2 separate regions of the Pan troglodytes genome follow, and region 1 is linked to region 2. Evidence: chromatin contacts called from public HiChIP or PLAC-seq data. All regions are on one chromosome and are shown on one strand. Each heading gives the region's core, a stretch centred on a gene start, on an enhancer-like site or on the middle of the called end of the contact. The rest is flanking DNA. Distances are from core to core; before and after follow the strand shown. Region 1 holds the start of TEX9 (testis expressed 9). Region 2 holds the start of NEDD4 (NEDD4 E3 ubiquitin protein ligase).

Region 1 (3,531 bases), core at 318-2,817, 250 kb after region 2:
ATACAAGAAAGTAAAATAGCGAAAGATATTCCATCAATGGTTTCTTTTAAAAAGACATACAAATGGCAAGACATTTGATTCCCTATATTTTAATTGAAAAAAAAACCAGTTTGTTGTAAACTACCATCTTAAAATATTTTATACTAAAAAAGCACTTTCTTCACAATCAATGCAAAGAATAAACTCCCTGAAAAAGAAATTTAATATTAGGATAAGGGAGGCAAAAACATTCAGAAATAGCAGCTAACCCAACTGAAAGGAAGAGACACATTAGGTTTTGTGCTGCATATTAATATTCTTACGCACAGTATCTGGTGAAAATTCACAATACACTTCTTCCTCCTTCTATGGCTGCAAAAAGGAGTAAACACATTTCACATTCTCCAGTTCCAAATTCATGCCACCATCATGCAATATGACTTAATTTCGACCCATATTTCTGTTACAATGAGTGAAAAAATAAAACCAAAAAACTTGTTTATCTGCACTCACAATTGAGGAAGGGGTAAAAGCATTTTTTAGCTAAGAAGACAGGGGCTGATTGATGCAAAGTCCGCACACCTCCAGAGGTCCTACAAATGTGCACCCGACTGGGGAAAGCCACATTCAATGAATGCATCAGCCTCCTCCTCCGCTCCCCCCGCCCGCCGCCCCCCACCCACTTTGCAGCAGAAATGTGCCTGGGCTTTTTCACGCGAGCGATGGAGGATCCTCTTACCAGATGGAGTTCTTGATCTTGTGTTGCAGCGCGCTGGCCTCTGTCCCTGGCAGCCCGGGCACAAGGGCTGGCAGGGCCACCCCCGAGTTGGGGGCGCTGGGGGGAAGCTGCTGATGGGCATCAGGCTGCTGTGGTGGCGGCTGTTGTTGTTCCTCTGCCATCGCTGCAGAGGGGTGGGAGGGAGGGAGGGAAAGATGGGGGCGCGGGGAAGGGTGAGGGAAGAGACCGGGAGGGGAGGACGAAGGGGGGAGAGGAGGAGGGGGAGGGGGAGGGGAAGAGGAGGAGGAGGAGGAAGGAAGCTGGATAAGCTAGGCCTTTACCCCAGGGCTCGAGTGAGTCGCTTTCGCCTGCCGCCTGGGGAACATCACCGGGGAGACCAGCGGCTCCTCACGGCCGGGGTGCTTCACCGCGGGAGAGGCATGGCGGCGCCCCTCAGCCCCCCGCTGCCGCCGCCGCCTCCTCCCGTCAGCGGCCGGGGCTGTGGGGGGGTGAGATGGGGGCGTTTGAAGACGAAGTGGGGGGGGCAGGCTCCCCCCAAAATCCAAGAAGAACGGTTGCTCAGGGATTTGGCGGCCAGGCCTTCCTTCCTTGTCCCCGGGGCTTTCTACTCCGGGGTCCCCGTGCTGCTGCAGCCCCAGGCACCGCTCCACGCCACTCCCCACGTTGCCGCCGCCGCTCGCTCCCGGCCCCGCCGCCGCCGCGGCCGCCGCTGCCCTGCCAGCCCCGGAGGCAGCCCAGTGCGCGCAGCCGCACTGCGGCCCGGCGCAGACCGCACAACACCTACCGCTCCGCCGGGGGGGCGTGGACCAGGGTGTGCGGGCCGCGGGCGCGACGGGCCGGGAGGGGGGCGCACGGCGCGGGCCAGCGGGCCGGGGAAGCGCGCCGCTGGGGGCCGGGAGGAGTCCGGCCCGGCTGGTGGAGAGCAGGAAAACGTGGGGGAGGTGCTGGCGAGAGAAAGAGAACTTGCGTGAGGAGGAGAAACCAAATTTAATAATATTTGGCGTGGAAATGGGATTTGGGCGGGGGAGGCATCTTCAAAGCAAGTAAAGAGAAATCAACATTATCCCCCCTCCCCTGCACATGCATGTGAGGATTACTTCCTCCCTGAGTAAATGAAGAGAACTGAAGCAGGTAAGACGATAAACTGACTTTTCAGAAGCCCCCAAAGAAGAACACCCGTTGGAATTAACCACCCTTTAGGTAATTAAGTCTTGAACGGAAATCGCGAGTCAGGAGCTGGGTTGAGTGCTCCTCGGTCGGGCATTCAAAGCCCTCCAAATCTGGCCCCACTTTAACTATCCAATCATAGCGGCCTCCATCCCCCTGCAAGAACTCCCGGCTCCAATCAGGGAAGTCTCCATGCCATCCTCAACGCGCAGCAGATTCATTCTTCCTTCGTGCCTTTGCTCATGCTGTTCCCCTCCACCTCCCCACCCCACCCCACCCCCTTTCCAGGAATGCCCTCCCTCCTTTATACCGCTCCCAATTCCACCCAGGCTCTAAAGCATAGCTCAAGTCGCGGCTTGTCAGGGTCCCTGCAGCCAAGGCCCCTGCCTGCCTCTGAAAGAAACGCATGTAGTACTCACAACATGGAGGCTCAGGCGTCAGCCACGAGCTCCTTCCTTTGGAGCCCGTTGAACACCCGCCCTCCCCCCGCAGACTCCGCACCATTCCCCCCCTTCCCATTCATACCTAAATGATAGCTTTGCCACAAATAAGTCAGTCTCCTTTAAGAGCAGAAGAATTGGCTTTTCTAGGTGGGGCTGATCAGGGAGGCTGCGTGGATGTAGAATACAACAGCCAAGGCCTCTGGCACCAAATGGAACAGCTGTTCAGCTCACACTGACCTTTCTTTGGGCCCGTGGGTGTTATGAGCCCTTCAGCTTTAACTTTTCTGATAGAGTGTCTATCAGGTTTCTACCTGTTAGATCCTCTGGCCACTTTCCTGCTGTGTGTGGACTTTGGGCTGTGGGGCTCTGCCACCTTTTAGACTCCTAGTGGATGGTGAATCTGATTGGCTTGGGTTGCCTGGCCTTTGAGTTCTCAGTTCCCTGCCTTGGCCTGAAACCCTCTTGCTTTTGTCCACTGTGCCCTCTGTCCTGGCCCACAGACTTAAGGCCCAGACTCACACTGAATGCTTGCACGAGGTGAGGGTTGAGGGTGGGGGTGCAGGGAGGAAGAACACCTGTGTGCAAAATAAGCCCCCCCCCCCCCGGGGCCTCTTGGATTACGCTGTGCTCCAACTACCCATTGCACGAGTTGCATCAAACAAATGAGCCCCCTTTTCCATACTCTAAGGTCTCTATTAGCTTAGCCACTTTAGGAAACTATAGGTGGTTTACGACATTCATTTTGCATACATATCTTCATGTGGGTGTGTAAAGACAGTATTTTTCTGGACCAAATTGATAGACATGGTGTGCACTAGACAGAAGCTTTGAAGGATAAAAATAGCTAATGTTTGTTGAACACTTTGTGTGCCAGACTAGCACTTTCCATACATTATCATAGTTATTCCTCCCCAAGAGTGTATAATGTAGGTATTATTAGTCTCCCTCTGTTACAGATGAAATGGACGCTTAGGTTAATTAACATTCTTAAAATTACCCAATTAGTAAATGCAGGAGCCAAAATTTGAGTCCTGGAAGTTTAATTCCAGAGCCTGCAAGCTATGCTGAAACTGGAATTACGCTGAAAAATCTTGAATGTAGGTATATATATACGTGTGTGTGTGTATGCCCTATATCACGCTGAGGAAAGTTGCCAAGTTCCCCAAGGTTCTAATTTTTTGCCTTGCCAAGAGAGAATGATGG
Region 2 (3,171 bases), core at 423-2,922:
TTGAAGTCAACTGCACTGGGCAGTCTACGTAGCAAGCAGGGAAATCTGACTGATAAGAAAGCGACCACAGGTGAAGTGCTGTATTATCTTCTGATCTCGTCTACAGAATAAAGGTGCCATTAGCTAGAATGATATCTTTAGCTGTAACACATTGACTATTGTTTCTGAGGGACTATGAGCCGCCACCATTTGTCCATCATCACTTTGTTTCTCTTCTGGCAGCAATAACTAGGAAATTAAATTCTAATCGCATCACGTAAGCATTCTCAAAATATCCTGAAATAACTTAACTGCATTAACAAATTGCCCACCCTTTATAAACAAAGAACTCTCAAGAGACGTGTAAAATGTTTGACGACACCAAGGTACTAAGAGAAGGAACTATACAACTTAAATATTACAATACTTAAGCAAGCAGTATAAATTAGGTTGATGGATTTTCAGTTAACTGGGTCTCATCTTGATAAAAGGTACATGTGGCAGCTTAGTCAGCCAACAAGAAGGCAAAAAATTTGATTTTTTTCACTCGGAACCAGTCACTATTAGACTACATGCAGCCTTTTCATCTCCCACCCATTTGCATTTTTGAGACAATCTCCAAGAACACACAGAAGCCACATATCATTTACGACGGAACAACCTTTCCAAATGGTCGTACAATATTTTTAATAAGCATAGGCATAATCAGCATTAGTTATTTAGCTGGAAAGAAACAGCTTTGCCTTCTTCAAATCCCAGAGCTTAATCTAGTTTTCAAATGGAACAGATGTGGTAACTTTATAAAGTATTTATACTTTTTTGGCTTCACTTTTTAACATCAACGACGACCGGTGAAATAAAGCATGAACTTCTCACACTAGACACTTGTTGCTAGAGAGGAGGAGGAAAACTTATGTTCCTGCTCTCCCATCCCTGTCTCTAGTTAGGGGATTAAAAAGGATTTCAGATAAAGAAAAAAACAAACCAGCGAATGACAATTCACTTGGAACTCTCCAGACCGAAGTCCGTAAAGTTAAGTCGGCCCGGCCTCCGCCAGAGCAAGCAAATCAACAGCGGGGATGCTGCGACCGTCTCCCAACGCCTGGGAGCTCCGCACACCCGGCGGGGGTGGCAGGAAGGGGCTGGCGCGGTGATGTGGGTCCCCCGCCGGCCCCCTAGCCCCCTCCTCAACACTTCCTGAAGGAAACTGACAAGTAAGGCGGCGGCCGCTCCGGGAAGGGGCGGGTGTGGACCCGACAAGCTTGCTCCCTCCAGCGAGCCCCCAGCGCAAGCGCGCCGAGCCGCCCCCACAGTCCCCGCGGCGCCTCGCGCGCTCCCCGGGCTCGCGCCGAGGGAGGAGGGGCTGACAGCAGAGCCTCCGGTCGTGGCCGCCGCCGCTACCTCCCCGGGTCCGGCTGCTGAATAACCCGAAGGGAAGCCCGCCCCGCAGCCCCGCGGTCCCCGCACCTCGTCCTCCAGGAGCCCGAACACCTCCACCGCGCAAGTTGCCATTTCCGAACGCTTCCAGCAAACCGGACGCGCTCGCCCCCGCCCAGGGCAGGCAACTGTGGAGGAGGAGGAGGAGAAGCGGGAGGAGGCGGGGAAGAGTTGGAGGAAGAGGAGGAGGCGCTCCCTCAGCGACAGCAGCGCCTCCCCCGGCGAGCGGGCACTAGCGGCACCCGGCAGCGCGGCGGGAAAAGCCCGGCGGCGCGCGCTCCTGGGGCTGGGCGGGGGCGCGCGTGGCGGTGCTCGGGGAGTGGGGAGGGCGCGCGGCGGGGCTCGGGTGGGAGGAGCGCGCGCGGCGGGGACCATGGCGTGGGGAGCGCGCGTGGCGGGGCGCGCCCTCGGTCCCTTCCCCGGGAGGTAGGTGGTTGACGGGCCCGCCGGGGAGCCAGGGAGCGCCGGGAAGCGCCGGGAAGCCAAGCTGCAGTGTTCCTCAGCAACAAGTCTCGCTGAGATCCGACCCAGAGTTCGGCCTCTGACTAGACGCCTGGGAATCCGTGAGCTTAATCGCCGCTTAAATCCCAAACTGAAAATCATAGCGCTTTCTTGTCGGTTAAGGGTGTCATTCCAATAAGAAGCTGGACCTGGGGACCGCCAGGGAAAGCCTGAGCGTGGCAGCAAATGGGGAGGCCTGGAGGGATCGCAGCAGTCTTGGACTCGGGATCTGAAATTCTCTCCCTAGGATTTGTAAACAGTGCCAGTTCCTAAGCTATTTGCTGTCCTATGGTCTGTTCATCTTTAAATCCCACCAGTAACAATCCAATCTCCAGGCTGACCCTCTAAACCTGCTTTAGCTGGGCGTTGATCCGCAGCACCACCAGAAGGCAGTGACGAAGAGGGAAAAATAAAGTGAACTAGGACCTCCTGTAGAATAACTCCTCCTGTGGAATAAGGTTATGGAATAATCATGCTTTTTAATATTCCTGTCTGATGGGCTTTACAATTCCATAATTACAGGAAGACCTCCACCAAATAAGGCATCCATAAGAGTCTGGGGAGAATTATGAACACCCAGGCCACAATTTATATCATGTTGTTTTTATACATTTGCAGAAATTTGCACAATTCTGCAATCTCAAAATCTAATTTTTATTTTCCTCAATGATTTCAGAATAACTCTGATTTATTTTTAACAGTTTAAGATGCTACGTGGGAACAAGGCTATAGCCCCTATTACTGGTTTGTTACATAAGATTTTTCTCGTACTTGGCCGGGCGCGGTGGCTCACGCCTGTAATCCCAGCACTTTGGGAAACCTAAGGCGGTGAATCACCTTAGGTCAGGAGTTCGAGCCCAACCTGGCCAACATAGTAAAACCCTGTCTCTACTAAAAACACAAAAATTAGCTGGGCGTGGTGGCGGGCGCCTGGAGTCCCAGCTGCTTGGGTGGCTGAGGCAAGGGAATCGCTTGAGCTTGGGAGGAGGAGGTTACAGTGAGCCAAGATTGCGCCGTTGCACTCCAGCCTGGGCGACAGAACAAGACTCCACCTCAATTGTCGTACTTTATGATTGGTAGGATCCATTTCATTCATATAATATGTATCAAAATTCTGTTAATACACAATTCAGATTTTATCCGTATTAGGGGGAAAGAGATGGCACTTAATCAAACATGACTACAAAATTACAGAATGGTCAGGAATTGTTGGCTTACCTAAATCGAAAAAGCCATGAGAGCATTAATTTGTTT

What was found. HiChIP or PLAC-seq counts read pairs in DNA pulled down with a chosen protein or histone mark.
Region 1: an H3K4me3 HiChIP or PLAC-seq map of stem cell-derived excitatory neurons shows a contact between it and region 2, with 2.3 times the contacts expected there. The contact joins the promoter of TEX9 here to the promoter of NEDD4 in region 2. A contact is called at or near these places in 1 of 7 Hi-C or Micro-C datasets (stem cell-derived neural progenitor cells) and 1 of 1 datasets of contacts at active chromatin or transcription factors (stem cell-derived excitatory neurons).

Annotation. Positions count from the first base shown.
Region 1 is chr16:48,259,149-48,262,679 of NHGRI_mPanTro3-v2.0_pri, forward strand. TEX9 (testis expressed 9) reads left to right here and starts at 1,568. Exons shown (of 8, transcript XM_063795045.1): 1 at 1,568-1,849. RFX7 (regulatory factor X7) reads right to left here and starts at 1,573. Exons shown (of 10, transcript XM_063794976.1): 1 at 1,503-1,573; 2 at 719-881. The coding sequence starts at 879.
Region 2 is chr16:48,011,867-48,015,037 of NHGRI_mPanTro3-v2.0_pri, forward strand. NEDD4 (NEDD4 E3 ubiquitin protein ligase) reads right to left here and starts at 1,673. Exons shown (of 29, transcript XM_009429174.5): 1 at 1,447-1,673. The coding sequence starts at 1,491. It overlaps LOC112205594 (a long non-coding RNA gene), which reads left to right and starts at 1,815. Exons shown (of 3, transcript XR_010151702.1): 1 at 1,815-1,979.